Linked DNA regions of Sus scrofa: region 1 is linked to region 2. The links are chromatin contacts, called in public Hi-C maps. All regions are on one chromosome and are shown on one strand. Each heading gives the region's core, a stretch centred on a gene start, on an enhancer-like site or on the middle of the called end of the contact. The rest is flanking DNA. Distances are from core to core; before and after follow the strand shown.

What was found. A called contact is a pair of places that touch in the nucleus more often than the background predicts.
Region 1: a contact with region 2 is called in a Hi-C map of skeletal muscle, with 6 times the contacts expected there. The contact joins two enhancer-like sites. A contact is called at or near these places in 14 of 47 Hi-C or Micro-C datasets (adipocytes, embryonic fibroblasts, fetal heart ventricle and 8 more) and 1 of 2 datasets of contacts at active chromatin or transcription factors (skeletal muscle).

The regions. Positions count from the first base shown.
Region 1 is chr9:52,599,966-52,602,665 of Sscrofa11.1, reverse strand. All of the region lies in intron 11 of PKNOX2 (homeobox protein PKNOX2), which reads right to left. Among named protein-coding and RNA genes, the nearest start is that of FEZ1, 71 kb to the left of the region's middle. Within about 2 kb of position 1,430, at least 2 of the 83 cell types and tissues checked have an H3K27ac peak or open chromatin away from gene starts, as enhancers often do. A contact at or near this core is called in skeletal muscle, where this site is marked.
Region 2 is chr9:52,267,846-52,270,545 of Sscrofa11.1, reverse strand. SLC37A2 (glucose-6-phosphate exchanger SLC37A2) reads right to left here. Exons shown (of 19, transcript XM_005667471.3): 16 at 2,512-2,609; 17 at 2,186-2,250; 18 at 1,935-1,991; 19 at 1-138. The coding sequence ends at 1,961. Among named protein-coding and RNA genes, the nearest start is that of SLC37A2, 32 kb to the right of the region's middle. Within about 2 kb of position 1,390, at least 14 of the 83 cell types and tissues checked have an H3K27ac peak or open chromatin away from gene starts, as enhancers often do. A contact at or near this core is called in skeletal muscle, where this site is marked.

The sequences.
Region 1 (2,700 bases), core at 181-2,680, 330 kb before region 2:
TCTTCAGTGGCCTCGGCATCCCCTGACGGAAGCAATCAGGATCATGTGCTGTTTTAATTCACACCTCTGACCCTGACCACCACACCAAGGTAGCCAGGACTTGGGATCCATATAATATTAAGATTCTAACAAGAAGGCAAGCATATCAGTGTCACAGGAGCCAATTTCATCCTAACTGGGAAGGAACAGAGAGAGGTGGGGAGGAGAGACTGCAGGCCTCAGGGACAGAAGAAGAGGGGCTCGGTGTGTTCTGGCACATTCAGGGGAGGGTGGTGGCCAAGCACTACCCCCTCAAGCCCCGTGCTCCACGGACTCGCCATCTCCTTGGGCTTCTCTTCATGATGAGCTGGTCTGAGAACACAGTAAAAAATATGGCCACTTGTTGGCCTTCCCGGGCCCTCCTAAGGCTCTTTGTGCCTTCGTGCCTTCATCCCTTTGCACATGCGGTTCCCTCCTCTGGAATGCTCTTTCTCCCACTTTTTCACTGCTTGTGTTTCTGAGCTTCTGCAAAGACCTATCAGAGATCAAGTCCTCTGTGAGGCCTTTTCCCACTCCCAGGGCAAAGCTGGTCACTGGGGCATTTGAATAATTACCTTTAGCCCTCTCTATAGTTATCCATGTCTCCCACTATCCTGGGAGTTGCTCTCAGTCAGGGACCCCATCTTAGTAGGCCTTGTATCTCCAGTGTCTCAATTAGTAAGAGGCAGAGTAGTATTCTGCATTCGTGTATGAAACAGATGAGTGGAGCAGCATGAGAAGGAGCTGGCTGACTTGTCTCCTGTGAGAGCTAGGCCGGCCTTGCCAAATGTGCCCGTCATCACCCACAGATGCCGGGAAGCTGCTACATCCTTCGGGCCGGCAAGTGAAAGACCTGCCCTTAGGAGCTCACGGCTTAGAGGGAAAGGCTGCAGGCAAAAGCCAAAAGCACTAGTAAAACATAGTGTGTGAGTGCCCATGGGGTGGCAAGGGAGGTCAGGGGAGACTTCCCTAGGGAGGTGGGACATCAGCTGGACTTTGAAGAATGGGTCAAGCCATCTTAGTAGAGGAGGGCCTGGGCCTGCCTGGCAGGAGCCTCGCACTAGGACTTATGTTCAAGCCAGTCAGATGCAAATCTCTCCCACCACTGGATGTCATAAATCCATAGGTTAATGTGCTCCCATTTAATGGAGAGGGATGATGGACAGTGTCCCTGAAATGGGCTGGTCTCTTATGAATAAGAACACAGACCACTATCCTCCTGTGGTGCAAGTCCCACCACCTGCCCCTCCTGGGACCAGCCTCTCAGGAGGCACGTGGTGGGGTGAGTGGCAGCCTTTGGGGACAGGTGTGGTGGCCAGAACGTTCCTGGCACCACATCTGAGTGCTCATGGGAGCAGTCCAGCTTGTACACGGCTCAGACCAGATGATTCCTGAGGACAGAGTCAAAATAGTCCTGGCTGCTGGATGGCTGTCGGTTCGGTCAGCGCTACTTTTAGCACAATTGGAAAGGCTTGGGGCTAAGGGCGGGGAGGGGAATCCAGTGAGACAGTGGAAAGCCATCAAGCCCTGATGCCTGCTCTCTGATCACTATTTGGAGGAACTCCTCTAGAATCGGGAGGGAAGGGCATAGCGAGCAGCCCTCTAGGACAGATACAGAATAGACCAGAACGCTGCAGATCCCTCTCAGGGCCAGCGTGGGGCCTCATTGGACCAGGCAGTGCTGCTTGTGGTTAAGAGCACGGCCTTAGGAGAGGTCAAGTCCTGCACCCACCACTTCACCTGCTGTATGACTTTGGCAATTTATTGTTTTAGGTCTGCCATCCTTCGCTTCCTTGGCCTAACACGGAAATAACAAGATGGTGCCTACTCCTTGGCTTCAGGGACGATTGAATGAGATGACGCAGGCAAAGCACATGTGCTGTACCAACTCTGCACAGCATAGCCTCCCAGACACCACGACATTGACACTTCAGTCTCCAGGGAAGGGAAGTGTTTATTCTGAGTAGGTGTTTCATGGCACCACAGTTGTCCTCAGGAAGCTCCTCTGACATCTAACTTCTTTCCCTGACACCCCCCTTTGGCCCCATGACTCAACTTTCATCTGGGTTAAAGTGAAGCTGAAGGCATCTTTCCATCTGAAGAGTGGGTTCCTTGCAGGGTCCCGGGTTTGAAAGCAGCTTGAACCGGCTGGTTCATGGGCCCCTGGCCACTTCTTTCATGCAAAGCCCACCCTGAGATGGTCCACCCACCTCCTAGCCCATGCAGCAACAAGCAGGAGGCAGCAGCCTGCAGGTATGAGTTGGAGCTGCCTGTGGAGCAGGGCTCGGAGCCGGCTTTCTTTTCTCACTTTTCCACTGTGACCAGCACTGCACTGGGGTCAGCACAGCCTCCTGACCGATGGTGGTCACGTGGTCTGCTGGCTTCTTAGCATGGGGCTACCTGGGGGGTGGGGACAGAGACCAGCCAGAGGAAGGCAGCCTGGATGGCGAGAAGCCTTGAAACAGTCACATCTCATCACATCTAAGATGCCCTCAGTGGCAGGGCATACCTGACTTTGGAGATGCTAAAGAGGAAGAAAGGAGTGGTTTAGGATAGAGAGGGGCACAGGAGTCACCCCAGGAACCCCTGTCTCCTGCTATAGCTGCCCTTGCTCTTCCATTCCTCTCTTTTCCATTCCCCTCCCCCACTTAAAATTGTGCATACAGAGAAAAGCACAAAGAA
Region 2 (2,700 bases), core at 141-2,640:
CTTGGCAGCCCTGTGGGCAGGGCCGGCTGCTGTTGGGTCGAGAGGCTTGGCCTCAACCATCTGCGGGGGTTGCACTTTGGGAGCCGGCAAGGGCCCTCCATGCTTCTGTTCTGATCGGGGCCTCATATTTCTCTATACCTGCACAAGGAGGAGAGAGGCAGTGAGACATGGTTAACAAGCCCTGGCCCCAGTGGTGGGGACTGGGAAGGTGGGTTCCATGGTCCCTTAATAATGGCCTTTCAGGAGTTCCCATCATGGCACAGCAGAAATGAATCCGACTAGGAACCATGAGGTTGCTGGTTCAATCCCTGGCTTTGCTTGTGGGTTAAAGATCAGGCATTGCCATGAGCTGTGGTGTAGATCACAGATGCAGCTTGGATCTCGTGTTGCCGTGGCTGTGGTATAGGCCAGCAGCTACAGCTCCAACTAGATCCCTAGCCAGGGAACCTCCACTTGCCGCAGGTGTGGCCCTAAAAGGCAAAAATTAATAATAATGGCCTTTCATCCCAGTTCAGTATAACTAGGGCTCCCTGTCACCTGTTCAGCAGGGAATACCAAGCCAGAATCATGTTAAAACCTTTACGATGTTGGTACCGAGTTTGACACTTGGCAGAGCAGTATCACATGTCCCATCTTGCAGCAGCCTGAAGTCAGCCTTCTCAGGGATTTAGAAATAAGCATTCCCCCTTTGACACATAAGGACACAGAAGTTCAGGGAAGGTGCCCAAGGTGTTAGAGATGCAGGTGAGCAAAGAAGTCAGGATTGTCCAGCGTTTCTGGTTCCAAGCCCAGTGCTCCCTCTGCCCCAGCAAGTGACTCCACTCCCCACACACAGGCCTTCTGCAGAGAAGGACTCAGGATGGCAGCAGTGCTGAGAAAAGCAAACTTCTCACATCCGGGGGCAAATTCAGGCTCTGCTGGGACCAGCTGAAGGCCCAAGGTGTATTATGGGAGCTCTGAGCCTCTGTTCTCTCACCTCTAAGTGAGAACACCTTCCTCTCAAGGCTGCTGAGAGGTAAGCAGGTGTATCCACAGTCAGACTCAACTCAGGCTCAGAGCAGACGCTTACTCAACATGCATTCTTTTCCTTTTCTGCTTCACTTGCCCCCTCCTGATGTCCCCTTGGGCCTGGCCTGAGGATGGCAGGTGGAAGGAGCACTAGTCACAGGTGCCAACACCCTCCCCCCGCCCCACCATCCTCTGCCTCCTTAGGACAGGGCAGGACACTCCAGAATGGCTCCAGCCCTCCATTTTTCTCCCTCTGAGCCCAGATGATGCCTTCCTCTAAGGGAAGTGCTTCCCAGATAGAGCGCTGGCTACCATGACCTCAGTGGTTTTACCAGCCAGACCAGGTCCACAGCTCTGGCAGCGCCTCATTAGCAAGAGCTTCCTAAGGAGAGCCAGAGAGGCCCTGAGAGAACATTGCCGACCTCAGCACCAGCTGCACAGCCCAGCTCCTAGCCTCTGCCTCGGCCGCAAGCCTGTCCGTGCAGCCTCCACACCCACCACCACTGGGCAACAGGCAAAGAGCAGCAGGCCAGTTTGGGGTTTTGTTCCAGAGGCTTTGCTTGGTAGTTGCTTTTTTCTGCACACCCCAGGCAGAGGCGCCAGATGGCCTCGGTTTCTGAGCTCTGGGAGGTGCAGACAGCTCAGAGCCCGCCTTCCAAGGGAAAATTCTTTCCCTGGACGCTGCCTCCTCTGTCCCCAGGGGGGCATCCAGAGCCCTACTGCTCTCCCCAAGGAGAAGAAGAGGCTGCCAACCTCCACAGAGGCTCAGGCCCCTTAGGAAACCCTTCCCAAGCACCAGGCTCTGCTTGGGGGCAGAGTCTGGAATTGGCACCCAAGGAAAAAGAGGAAGTCAGAAAAATCTGGAGGAGAGAGGCTTAGCATGCACTCCAACGCACATTAGTCACAGACTTGAAGAAAATACTCACAAAAGTCATGGGACTTGAGGAAAATACTATCGCGCATGGGTTAGGGCCACACTAGAGCTACGGAGACACATGGGGACAACAGAGGACAGGTTAGTGGTGCCAGGCAGGGGGGTTCAGGGAGCGCGTTCGGAGTCCGACTCCACGTTCCTGAGGTCCAGGCTGGAGCTGGGCTCAGACTGGTACAGCACAACAGAGCGCTGGTTTTGATGCCCAGGAGAAGGGAAGCGGGGCTCGGCTCTCCGAGGACTCACCCTCTGTCTCGGTGCAGGGATGACTTCCAGGCCAGGACCTCTTTGTACACCAACCGGCAGAGGAGCTGAGGGGAGGCGGTGGCACAGAGAGGTGGGGGGCAACATTAGCCTGGAGCGAGTGGTGAATCCCCGGTGCTGGGTGACTGCTGGATTGGCACACGGTTTCATTTTGTTGGGGGTCCCCCATGGGAGGCAGTGATTCTGAGCAAAGGGAGCTGTTCTTATTGTCCCAGAGCCCCAGTGGGCAATGCTTTGGACCTCCAGGGTTCTGGCCTGGCAGGGCAGGACCCCTCCCCAACCCCCTCTGTGCACCCCAAAACTCTTACCAAGCAGGCCAGGATGTCGGCAGAGATGAGCATGTAGAAGACATTGTTCCAGCCTGTGGGGGAAATGAGCCCGGCCAGCAGAGGCCCCAGAGCCGCACCTGTGGGGAGCACAGCATCAGACGGGGGCCCCAGCCAGGCCCTCCCTGCCCACACAAGGGCAGCGCCCCAAGAGAGCACCCAAGACCAGGC